2 separate regions of the Rattus norvegicus genome follow, and region 1 is linked to region 2. The links are chromatin contacts, called in public Hi-C maps. All regions are on one chromosome and are shown on one strand. Each heading gives the region's core, a stretch centred on a gene start, on an enhancer-like site or on the middle of the called end of the contact. The rest is flanking DNA. Distances are from core to core; before and after follow the strand shown. Region 1 has its middle 44 kb from the start of Tomm20. Region 2 has its middle 170 kb from the start of Tomm20.

The links. A called contact is a pair of places that touch in the nucleus more often than the background predicts.
Region 1: a contact with region 2 is called in a Hi-C map of liver, with 7 times the contacts expected there. The contact joins two enhancer-like sites. A contact is called at or near these places in 3 of 12 Hi-C or Micro-C datasets (hepatocytes and liver).

The regions. Positions count from the first base shown.
Region 1 is chr19:71,784,858-71,791,641 of GRCr8, forward strand. No RefSeq gene overlaps it. Among named protein-coding and RNA genes, the nearest start is that of Tomm20, 44 kb to the right of the region's middle. Within about 2 kb of position 5,499, at least 6 of the 93 cell types and tissues checked have an H3K27ac peak or open chromatin away from gene starts, as enhancers often do. A contact at or near this core is called in hepatocytes and liver, where this site is marked.
Region 2 is chr19:71,657,075-71,662,992 of GRCr8, forward strand. No RefSeq gene overlaps it. Among named protein-coding and RNA genes, the nearest start is that of Tomm20, 170 kb to the right of the region's middle. Within about 2 kb of position 3,642, at least 3 of the 93 cell types and tissues checked have an H3K27ac peak or open chromatin away from gene starts, as enhancers often do. A contact at or near this core is called in hepatocytes and liver, where this site is marked.

The sequences.
Region 1 (6,784 bases), core at 4,249-6,748, 130 kb after region 2:
CTCTCAAGGGGTCAGCAAGGCGGACTTACTCCATGATACGGATGCCACAGGAATAAAGCCCACACCTCCAAACACCTACCAGGCATGTTCAACCTTCCCACGTTATGACATGATGTTGTCGTCTACAAAGTTAAACCCAAGAACCACCCAAGCAGTCTGGGGAGATATCGCAGGCTAAAGGTCTTCCCGTGCAAGGGTGAGTTAAGACTTGAACTCAGGTTCCCCATAGCCCACACAAAAGCCAGGTGCCACAGTGTGCGTCGAGTAGTTCCAGCCTACAGCAAGGTGGGGACTGGAAACTGGGGACTTTCCAGAGGTTCACGAGCTAGCCTAGGTAAGCAGCAGCAAACAAGAAACTCTGTCTCAAACAACGTGGACAGCAAGGACTAACATCCTAGGTTTCCCCGCAGTCTCCACACACACGCACTAGCTTGTACATGCACATACATATAAACATCACATCATATCATCATATCATATCGTCATATCATATCATAGCGTCATATCATAGCGTCATATCATATCATATCATAGCGTCATATCATATCGTCATATCGTATCATATCATAGCGTCATATCATATCGTCATATCATATCATATCATAGCGTCATATCATATTGTCATATTATATCACATCATAGCATCATATCATATCGTCATATCATATCACATCATAGCGTCATATCATATCGTCATATCATATCATATCATAGCGTCATATCATATCGTCATATCATATCATAGCGTCATATCATATCGTCATATTATATCACATCATAGCATCATATCATATCGTCATATCATATATCATAGTGTCATATCATATCGTCATATCATATCATATCATAGCGTCATATCATATCGTCATATCATATCATATCATAGCGTCACATCACATCACATCAACCTACCTGAATGCATTCCTGTAACTCTCAGACTGAGCAACACCATCCTTGATGTCTAAGGGAGCCATTTTGCAGCCACCTCAGCCCCTTCTGGGCTGTAGGTGCTTTGTCTCTCTGAGCTCCATTTCTTCATCTCCTGAATGGACATGGGCTTGACCCAACTGCTCCCAAGGCAGCTGAGTCACTGTGTATCATTGATAATCCGAGAGGGAGCAGGCATCTTCCATGGGTTGTGGAGGAAGCCTACTATTCAGGGTCTTCCGTTTGGAAACAGTGGGGACAGCAGGCTTAACCACTAGACCTGTCTGTTCCTGTAGAAAGTACAGACAGGTACTAAGGGCAGTCTGTGGCTCCTGACGCCATCAACATGATCTCCTCTCCCCAGGTATTCTCATACATGCAGAGGCCAGGAGGTCAGCCTCAAGAGTCTCTCTCCACCTAATGTTTTGAGATCATGTCTTTTGCTAGGTCAAAGCACATCAATTCAGCTTGATGGGCAGCCAGGGAAACCCAGATACCCTCTTGTCTTCATTTCCAGCCCTGGGATGATAAGTACCCCACACCATTGTACCCAACTTTGTACACGAGTGCTGAGGATCTGGTCTGTGGGGCTTAGGCTTGCATAGCTGACCTTTTTCCAACTGAGCCACCTCCCAGCTCCTTCTAAGTTTTTGAAGCAAGAGGACATGTCATTGCATGGCTGCAGCTGAGGGAAGGCCACTGTTGTACCCTGCCAGGAAGGCCATTGTGGATCAACCAGCGAACAGAAAAGAAATGGCAGATCACTAGGCTAGATGGATCCTAGGGGAAGGATTGGACAAGACTCACTAAGTAGGTCTGATAATGAAGCCATGGGTTTTCAGTTAGCTCTCTGCCCAAACAGGCTCTCATTATAGCCATCTGGGTAGGAGGAAAGCCATTCTGAAGAGCCATGTGTACCCTTCCTATTGGCTATTAGACCCTTTACAAAGGCTCCTCAAGAGGTCGAAAGTTTCCTAGGAATCTCGTGCTGGTAGAAGGAAAGGTCTGGAACCCAGGTCCAGTCAGAGGGGGAACTTATGTTCCCGGAAGAGATTTCATCCAGTCATCCTAAGACCATCTCACAGGACAGGTTGGTCTGTGATGGGTCTGTGACAGGCAGAACCACATCTTGACCAGACCTGCTCACCTGTGAATAACTCTCTTGCCCTCTTCGTAAATCTGAACCTCATCTGGACCCTGAGGATGAACTTGGGCTCCCTGGATCTCTTTGTTCCTCTTCTCAAAGAGACCTCACTGGATAAAGCTCCTTTCTCTGCTTTTCACTGTGATTCTCTCTCTCTCTCTCTCTCTCTAAATTGGCGTAGTGATTTGGGAGACTGCCAGGACTCAGGCCTCAACCTTAACAACGCCCGCAACAGTATCTCAGGCCCTCTGACCACCTGTACCTGCAGAGTTGCAGTTCTCCACCCGATGACTGAGTTTATGACTTGATTTCTGTGGTATTAGTTGGAACTGAACATGCTCTGAAAAGTGTGCCAATTACGTCAGAGAGCGGGGAAACGCTAACCTCCCTCCACGTGGCCAGCATTGTCCTCCTGAAATTGCAAACTACTACCAGGCACCTGGGGTTAATCACTGCTGCAGAGGAAGTCACATTGGTCTGCATCAGCCGTGACTACCTGTCTATCTTTCTTGTGCAGGTCTGGCGATACCTGGCCCCACTGCTTCCACATGAAGGACTCTGAGTTACAGGCTGCCTCCCTGCCCCTACTAATGATGCCTGCTCCTCTGGGTAATCCATTACCCACAGTGACTCAGCGGCCTTGAGGACTTGGGACGATCTGATTACCCTGTTCACCTGTACTGTCAGAGCCTCCCACCTTCCCCTCATCGGAAATGCAGCAGCAGCAGCAGCAGCAGCAATGGCTGCAGCATGGAGCCCCACGTGAGGCCTGGCATTCAGGTCTGAAGAACCCTCCAACCACTATTAAAGCCATACTTTCTCAGTGCAAAAGCAAAAAAAAAAAAAAAAACCCACAAAACCCACACACAACACCGCAGCCAAGTGCTCCGAGAGCGTCTTTTGGGACAGAGTGTATAGTCACGCCATCTTCCTCTGGGTAAGATGGAAAGATTTCTGGACGGGAGGAGATGGCTTAGCACATCTAGACACTTGCTGCCAAGGGCTGGCAACTTGAGGCCCGTCCTCAGCACCCACCTGGTGGAAGGAGGAAACCGCCTCCCAGAGTTGTCCTCTGATGACCAGTAACCCCCTCCACAAGCGGCCTGGCCGGTGGCCAACAGCATCCTTTGATGAGAACCGCAGGCACCTCCCTTGCCAGGCAAGGCACAGACGTCTCAAAACAAGGACAAGATCCTGTTTTATAACTTCGAGGGGCTCTATAACCAGGAAGTGCAAAGGAGCACAGCACACCTGAGGGGGGCCTTCCAGCACCCCACCTCCTGTGGAGCTGACAAGCCTGCTCAGTGTCTGAGTTCTAATTTAGAAAGAGTGACGTGGGCTGGAGAGATGGCTCAGCGGTTAAGAGCACTGACTGTTCTTCCAGAGGTCCTGAGTTCAAGTCCCAGCAACCACATGGTGGCTCACAACCATCTGTAAAGAGATCAGATGCCTCTTCTGGTGTGTCTGAAGACAGCTACAGTGTACTTATATATAATAAATAAATAAATTTTTTAAAAAAAAGTGACGTTTTCATTCTTGTCTTTCCTAAGCTGGCCATCAATCTCTCCAAATCTCTTCTTCCCTCCCTCCCTCCCTCTCTCCCCATTGGATGCTGCATCTTCAGCTGCTTGAAGATTTCCATTGCTTAACTTGCCTACTTTCCTGACCTCGAACTCAAAAAAAAACCCCACAATTTTCTCTTCTTGAGGTGGCCGCCTGCCTTGCTGGCTTTCTGTCTACAGTGCTAATAAAATTGTTTTCAGGTTTCCTTTTGAATCCATTTTCAATCTCTTTCATCTGTGAGACAAGAGAAGGAGCCTGAGTTCCCAATCTGGTTGCCTTCTGGAAGCCGGGTCATCTGCGAAGGAAGACTTGGGGCTGTGAAAAGTGCACAAAAACAGCAGAAACGGACAGGTGAGGCTGCAAGGCCCTGGCCTCAGGTCTGAGGTCAGGGCCTCTGTTCCCAGGTTGCCCAGGGTTTGAGGGTTCCCTAGATGTTTGTCCACCTGTTTGAGTAACAGAGCCCTGGCTTGTTCTCATAAAGAAAAGGGCTGTAACCATTGATATGCAAATGGTGTTTACCCAGGTGGGGCATCTTGTGTGACTGGCTCTGGTAGAGACACTTTATGCTAATGTTCTGCCTCTATTCCAGGCTCTAAAGGGACCTTGTGGGCCTAACCACAGTACAGTGCACATATATAGAATTAGTTGGAAGAGAGGGAGGAAAGAGATGTTGGGGAAGGAGGAAGGGAGACAGAGAGAGAATGAAGTAGCTCTGGGTGCAATGTCTGTCTTGCTCACGTAATAGAATAAACACACATGCCAGAGTAAAAAGAAAAAGTCCTGGACTTGCTACAACTGGCACACACACACACACACACACACACACACACACACACACACACACCTTCCTCTGAGGCACTGGCTCTCACCCTTCCTAATGCTGAGACCTTTTAGTGCAGTCCCTCATGTTGTGGTGACCCCCAACCGTGAAATTATTTTCATTGCTACTTCATAACTGTAATTCTGCTACTGTAAAGCAAACGTCTGATACCTTATATGTGACCCCTGCTAAAGGGTCGTTTGACATCCCTGAGGGAGTCACAGACCCACTGCTCTAAGGACTGGAGATGTGGTTGAGTAACTTGCAGAGGATTGACCAGCATTAGATTCCCAGCAATCACATCAGGAGGCTCACAAGGCGCCATCATTTCTCCAAGGCACCTGCACTCACATGTACACACACGCACACACACACACACACACACACACACACACACACACACACACAGTTTAATAAAAATAATTTTTAGAAATAAACCTTTCACTGAGTCATCTTAATGCAAACTATTATGACGTTTGCATTACTATGGGCAGAGCACACTTTTACTTTTTATTCGTTTTCTGCTTTTGATTCTTCGGTACTAGAGATTGAACACAGGGTCTTGCATACAACAGGCAAGCACTCTACTACTGAGCTATATTCTCCTAATTTTTCTAAAATTCCAATTTCAACACAGGGTCTCTCGGAGTCAGCCAGACGGAACACAAAATTTACAAATCTGTACGAGTTGCAGAGATTGCAGGCATATGCACCAGTCCCGGCTCTTAGCTTTGCATCTGGGCAGAGCCTGTCTGAGAGAAGCCCCCTTGGTACTTCACACTTGTAAACTAAGTGCTTCCTATCGATTGATGGCCGGCAGGATAAAGATAGACTGAGCAGCTCTGGGTGCTCATGTTGCTCAGAAAGTTGTCAGTACCATGATGGTCCAGCCTACTTAGTTCTTAGCACTGCCCCGTGCTTGCTTCTTATAGAACTCTATTTGCTTTATGCCCCTGGACTTAGCAGAGTGCCTGCTTTGGAAGGGGTTTGGTGACAGTTGAGGTTGATGGAGATAGATAGGCAAAAGAGTAAAGTCCACCCTGAATAAAGAAAGGCTTGGAGCAAAGGTTACGCCAGCAGCTGAAGCGCCCAGGAGCAGGCACTCACAGGAGGGAGGCCAGCCTTTGAACCACCTGAACATGCAAAATACACACACGTATCTGCAAAGGAATTTGGCACCAAACATGTGTCATATCGAATGACCTGTTTATAGGGACTGTTCTGGAAAAATGAGACTCAGGTGTCAGCGATGACTAACATCGTCAGCTAAAGAGAGGAGAAGTTGCTCAACCTGGCTTTGGGACAAAGTCAGAGCAGCACCCAGGACAAGTTCCGTGGAGACTGGCAGCTGTGTGGGATCAGGTCCTTTTTTTGCCGAGTGCCTAGTGTTACACTAATTCCTACACAGCAAGTGACTACAAGAACTCAGGGAGCTGACATGCCACTGGCTGTGCTGTGACTAACAGCTTCCAAGGGGATCCTGATACTCTACATCCCGAAGCCTCTCCCACAATCACCCAGCAGCTGCCGACCAGTGTGCTTGGCCAAACTAGAAATCACTCCAAAGCCCCACAGGATGTCCTACCTGAGACATCACTGAAACAACGGTCCAGTAGGAAGGAGCACAGATCAACTGCCTTTGACCATGACCAATGGACACAGCATTCTAGACAGTGCAAGTGTTTGTGTTCATGAGTGCAGGTGCATGTGTGTGTGTGTGTGTGTATACACCTATGTGTATGCCCACGGAGGCCAGTGATCAGCCTTGGAGGATCAAGCGCTGATCCTCACCCTTCTGTGGCAAGCATTTATGCAGTGATTGGATTACCTCGTCAGACCTTGGTTTGCTTTTATAAGCAGTGTGTGTGTGTACGCAGGGCCCTACCGTCTGCACATATACATAGCACACGGCTGCATGTGGCTGAAAGCAAGCCTACCAGTGAGGTCGGGGAGAGCCCTGGGGTCCCAACAGTCAGCTGGGTGATTACACGGACTCAGCATATCACATTTCCCTCGGCAAAATGAAACTCAAGGGATCTGCGTGAGTATATGGCATGGCCAATTATCAGGGTCTTCCAAACACAAATAGGGAAATATAAGAGCTCTGGGATCCCATCTGGTGCTTCTCTTTGGCTGTTATATCAGTTGTAAGAAGACCCTGAAGACCAAGTTCCTTTGGATTTACCTGAGATATTCCAAGGCTAATTTCAACGCACTTACCGTGCATCCGCTGTGCGAGGTGGAGTGCACCAAAACTTTTCTGTGCTAAAGTAGGTCTTGCCTTCAGATGTTTGCTGTGCACAAGAGGATCACACACAGTAACCTCTGGC
Region 2 (5,918 bases), core at 2,392-4,891:
TGAACAGCAATGTGGAAGTGTAAGCTGAATGAACCCTTTCCTCCCCAACTTGCTTCTTGGTCATGGTGTTTGTGCAGGAATAGAAACCCTGACTGAGACAGTGACTCCAGATCCTGCCAAGTTGATACTCAAGAGTAATCATCACAGAGGGACTGGGTGCCTGCCATGGTCCAGGGATAGGAGCTCTGGCTGGGTGTCACAGAGGTCTCATGTCTGTCATCAGTGAGGAGAGTCCCAGCTGAGAAGGGAAACAGCCATTTACAGAATTTCATTTAACCAAGATTACTGTTGACTCACCCAACCCCATAGACCTTCCTTCCTGGATCCCCAGCTCCTCCAAGAGTCCTCCATATCTGCCCCCACACAAGCTACCCACAGTTGACCCCAGCAGCTCCAGCTTCTCCACCTCTCTTGGCCCTCTTAGGCTGCTGACACACCTGTTGACACCATCTGGCTGCTTCCTTGAGGTGCTATTCTCTCTCCAGCCTTCCTGGTTTCTCTCAACCTCTGGTCATGCGACTGTACCCTCCACCTGCTTCCTCCTTCCCCAGGAACTGAGGAACCCACTCAGCCCTGCAAACAACTTCTAAAACTCCATCCATGTCCCACCCGGCTTGCAAGTGACAGGCCCTGACACCAGCTCTGATATCCATGGGCCCAAGTCTCCCCATGCCTCCAAAAGGACCCCAGTGCACTCTTCATATTGACCTCCCTGTGCTCCTCCCTGCACCTCTCACCCCACCCAACCATCTACCGGTCTTACCCCACACAACTAATACCATGCTAGAGTTTAAATCTAAAATGTCTGTCATGGCTCGAGCACTTGGTCCTTAACCGGTAGCACTGTTGTGAAAATTCAGGCCATATAACCTTTAAGAGTTGGGCCTGGCTGACAGAAATAGGTCACAGGGGAGAGGCATTGAGGGCTACTGCCCAGTCCTGTTTCTCGTCTATCTCTGTCTCCTGGTCACCTGCCTTTATTTCCTACTAACACAAGGCTCCCTGTACCATGCCTTTGCCAACATGGTGCCCTGAAATCACCTAAAACCTTGTGCTGAAATAAACCCTTCCTCCCTCAAGCTGTTTCTGCACTGTCATCCAGGGAGAGGTCACCGGTACATAGCAACAGCCTTTTCTGCAGCTCTTCCCTGTGTAGGGCAGAGTACCGTGTGACTCACACAGCCAAAATAATGTGACCCTCAAAACAACCCTGCACAAGGCCAACAGTTCACAGCTCTACAGATAAGGGAACTGAAGCAGAGTGTCTACCTACCTGAAACCATATAAGCAGAGGCAGAGTTCACCTTCAGCCCAAAGCTATCTGACTCCAAGGCACTAGGCTCAAGTAGATAAACAAGCTTGTTCCTACAATTACCCATAATGGTTCAGTATTTTAGCATTAACCCAAACTGGCACATTGTGAAGATTTTGAGGCACAGTTTTCCTGAGTTTTAAAAAAAAAGTTTTCTGATTGACCTTGGAACCTGGGAGGGAGGGTGAGACATTAAGTCATCCTGCCATTAAAATTAAGTTCAATCACCCCTAATGGAATGTCACCTCCAAGATAGCCATTAAAGCCACCGGCCTAACCAACTGGCAGGCCCCGAGTATATCACCATTATCCCGTCCCCGTAACAGTCATTTGTCCGAGGCCCCGGGAGACTCTGAGTACTGCTGTCAATGTCATGTGGAGGAGAGACATCTGCTGCTTCCTCCCATGCTCCATCAGTGCGGTCAGGAACATGGTGAGAAGGCACAGTGCGCAGACCCAGATGTCACAGGCTTTGACCTTGGGCTACCAGGATAGAGCAACCGGGGTAAAAGAGGCCGCCTCGTGGTGTGGACTTGTGTGACTGTCACAAGATGATGTGGCAGCCACTCAGAACCGCCAGCACCTGCTGCTCTCTAAGGGCGGCAGCTCCAGCCTGACTGCATTGTCCAGCCGAGTATTTTGGGGGGAGGTGGGGGGTCCTTGCTAACAGGCTTACTCTGGGGACCTTCCGTCTCTGTCTTTCTGCTGAGGCAAAAACTACAGGCAGGTCACCATGTCAACCTAGCGTATACATGGGTCCTGGGGACTCAAACTCAGGTCATCAAGCTTAAGAGACAAATGCTTTACCTGATGAGCCATCTCCCCAGACCCTATTATTGACTTTTTCTAAGCTAGCAACACAAGAAATGGCTTTTTCCATGACATTGGGATGTGTACACAACACCATGCTATGTTCTTTGGTGTGTGGTTCTGAGGTATGATGTAGCTCAGGCTGGCTATGAACTTTTGTAGCAGAAGATGACTGTGAACTTCTGATCCTCCTGCTCCCATGTTCAGAGTGCTGGGATGATAGGTGTGTCACATCCAGCTTGTATTTCATTCCTATTTGCTGCTCCACTGCCTGCCCCATCTGTCTGGCACCTTTCCTTCCCAAGAGAGCCTCTCCTTCTGCTCTCACACCATATGAGTTCCATCACCCTCTCGTCTCCACTGTACCTTTCCTTGTCTCTCCTCTCAGAGCCCCCTTTGTATTTTCAGCTCTGAACTTTGGTAAAAACAAGCAAATGGGGAAACTGAGACTCTACTCAGCCAAAAGAAAAATGCATTAAACACACCTGTCAATCACCAGAGGCAGGGCCAGAGAAGGTTGGCTTTCTCCTCAACATGGTGTCCGTGGACAGCCACTTTGCTCTCCCTCACTGGAGCCCCTTACCCAGTAGCTAGAAACACCATGCCTATCACCACCTTCTCCACTAACGTAGTCTTTGTAATAATTAAAGAGAACCGTGTTGGGCCATGGAGATGTCTCAGCAGGTAAAGGTCCTTGCCTCTAAGCCTGAGCTCAGACCTGCAATCCCTGAGACCCACCCTGGGGAAGGAGAGAACCAACTCCTGAAGGTTGACCCCTGACCTTCACATGTGAGCAGTGGTACAAACACAGCCCGTTCCATGTCTGATGTGAACATTTCCTTACCTAGAAGAAGATGAGCACTACCTGGGTCCAGAATGAGGCAGGTGTCTCCCCAGAGAGTGTGTGATGACCCCTCCACATCTTCTTCCCCTTGGACAAATTGTTTAACTTCCATGAAACATTATTTTTTAAAAATCCCGTGTGGAGTATGTATTACCTGACCTGACTCTCAGGATATGGTGGCCACGTTCCTACTTCTTCTTCCAGAAAACTCCTATGTATCTTTCAAGATATGAGGCAAAGGCCACCTCTTCCAGGTAGCACCCTAGCTCCCTAGCGCTCTGAGGTAGATGCCCTTCTGTCCCCTGGAACACTGGGTGTTCTTCCATTGTGATACTAATGGTAGGTCTCTGTAACTCAGTGGCGATCTCCTGGCCAACAGGGTGGGTCTTGGATTCCTAGATCTTAGGCAAGGTCTAACCCAGGGCAGATTTCAAAAAAAAAATATTTCATTGAACAAATAAGTCATAAAGCTGAATTTCCCTTGCCCAAGCCATGTTTCCTCCCCCCCACACTCACTCACCATGGAACAACATATGGATTACGCCTCTGAAAATAACCTCATAGATAGCAAGGTTTCTAGTCAGGTGAGAAATCAAGGCAAGGGGCAGGAGCTGTGCCACCCTGCCATGCCCAGCCCTCCTTTCAACTGCCTCAGTCGATAACACATTAAACAGAAGAGAGGAGGGCAGGCCTCCTGCCCCAGCCAAGCCGTAAAAGGTAACGGCAAGAAGCCGTGCCCTACTTTCATGCCACATAAATCCCAGTTGGTTGGATCACGCCAGTTGGTGGACTTCGACCAGAAATATCAATAAGCCTAGAAAAAATATTGGAGGGCAAAGTTGATTCTGCTGTAAGCTGTCCTGAATATCCAAACCACAGTGTCATGGCAAATGTCAAAGGTCATCTGGTCTACCCTCTGACCTGTATCGAAATTCCTCCAGTCCAACAGTGGCTTCCAGGCACCAAGGGATTCAAACTCTTAAGACATAAGGTTTTAAGGGGCAGAGATAAAATTCCCTCTATGATCACACTGAGAGACTCACACTATCTAGTTCAGATGCAAGGTTTGCTGCTGTGGAGACCCGAGAAATTATACTTGCTTCAGAAGGCCCATTCTCTGGAGGAGTAACAGATCTGTTCTACGGTGGGCACAGTCGAGGGCACTTAAAATAAAATGTCCTTCTGGCAACCAAGCAGTTCTCAGCCATCTCTGGAGTCCCAGGTCTTAGGTGAGGCCTGACTCAGGGTAGTGCCTTGGAAAGGGTTTACTGAACAAATAAACCATAAAGTTAGATTATAAGGGCATTCGTGAAAGGCCAGAGCCACATGCAAGGAGTGCCCCAGAAAACTGACCCCAAGCCTTCAGTGGAATCTGACCGTGAACTTGCTTTCAAATACAGAGCCATGAGAAATTATTGGGACAACTGGGTTTTGTTCTGATCTGTTTTGTGATGGGTCGCCAACTGTCTGTGTTCAACAGGTGCCTTGCCACTAAGCTATATCTCAAGCCTTTGGGGTCTTTTGTTTTGTTTTGTTTTGTTTTGTTTTTTGAGATAAAGGTCAAATTATACAGCTAAAACTGGTCTCAAACTCTGGTCTCCATCTCCCGAGCGTTGATAATACAGGCATACACAATTTCACCCATCTGAGCATCTTCAGTCTGTCCCAAGTACTGGATAATAGCAAGGAATTGTGGTCGTTTGGGAGACATCATGGGTATCAAATCATTAAGCCTGGGAAATATGGAATATAGGAACTGACACGATGTTTTCAAATGATTAGGGGTAGGCAGACAGGTGCAGGTGACTCAGGTTCAGTGGCACCTTGGCAGCCCGCCAAGGCGTTGTCACGTTGCTTTCTACTTCTGAGAACCTTTGGGAAGCTCATTAAGTAGAAAAGCTAAGAAGAGCAAATGTGGGGTGGAGGATGGTGGAGGACGCATTTCCATTTGGACTTGGAAGCAACACATTAAAAGCCAGGAATGCCATTTAGTCCCTAGCCCCACAGAGGCCTGGGAACAGGATGGGCCAGTTGGATATCCAAACAGGCATCCTATGGAAGGAATATCTGTGCTGACTGGCTTCTCAGGGAAAGCACTGACAGCCAGGATGCTGGTGGAAGACTCGTGGGCTCTGGGTACTTCATACAGACCATGAGTAGGTCCATCACAACTTTACAAAACAATCTATTCATTCTTGTTCCAGCCCTGACCTCAAGGACAATCTCCTGTCACCTTCTCAGTTTGCACACAGCCAGCACACAATGCTGGGGCATCACTTCCCCCTCTGGGCACTATGGGATATAATTCCTATTGTCCTCTTCAAGATGCTCTGCAGGTTAGCCCAGAGTGGAGCATGAGGTCCCTGTCCGCTTTTCCTCCAGTTCCTCCTGCCCATGTCCTGGAGCTCTCTTTGCCTAGTACTGTGTATGGAATAAAGTGGGGTTCCTGGGGGCTAGCCCATTGCTACTGCCTTCTCAGTAGGATTCTACCCTAGTCCATCTTCTCAGAGGCTACCAGGGCCCTCTGCTTGGGAAGGGAGGGGCCTGAGAGCTATCACACCACAGTACCACTTCATCTCTAGACCTTATTGCACCTCTAACTTGTCCATTTCTTTCTTTTCTTTCTTTTCTTTTCTTTGCTTTCTTTTTCTTTTTCTGAAGTCATGGAAAAATGAAACTGGTCTAATCTACAACACAGCCTTGACCTTGACCTCTGACGTATGACCAAGAGGCATTCAGAACTACCATCGAAGCCAAGAGACATTCAGAAATTGCCCATGGCAATTGGTGAGGTAGGCGGTTTCCCTCCCACAAACTTATCTTTACTCTGCAGCCCTGGTAACTGACTGCCCAGCGTTGCAAAATCAGAGAGAAAATATTTACAATGAGAGTTGACCCAAAGGGAAAAAAAAACTTCCATGAGATCAACTTGACCTAATCTCTTCCAAAGGA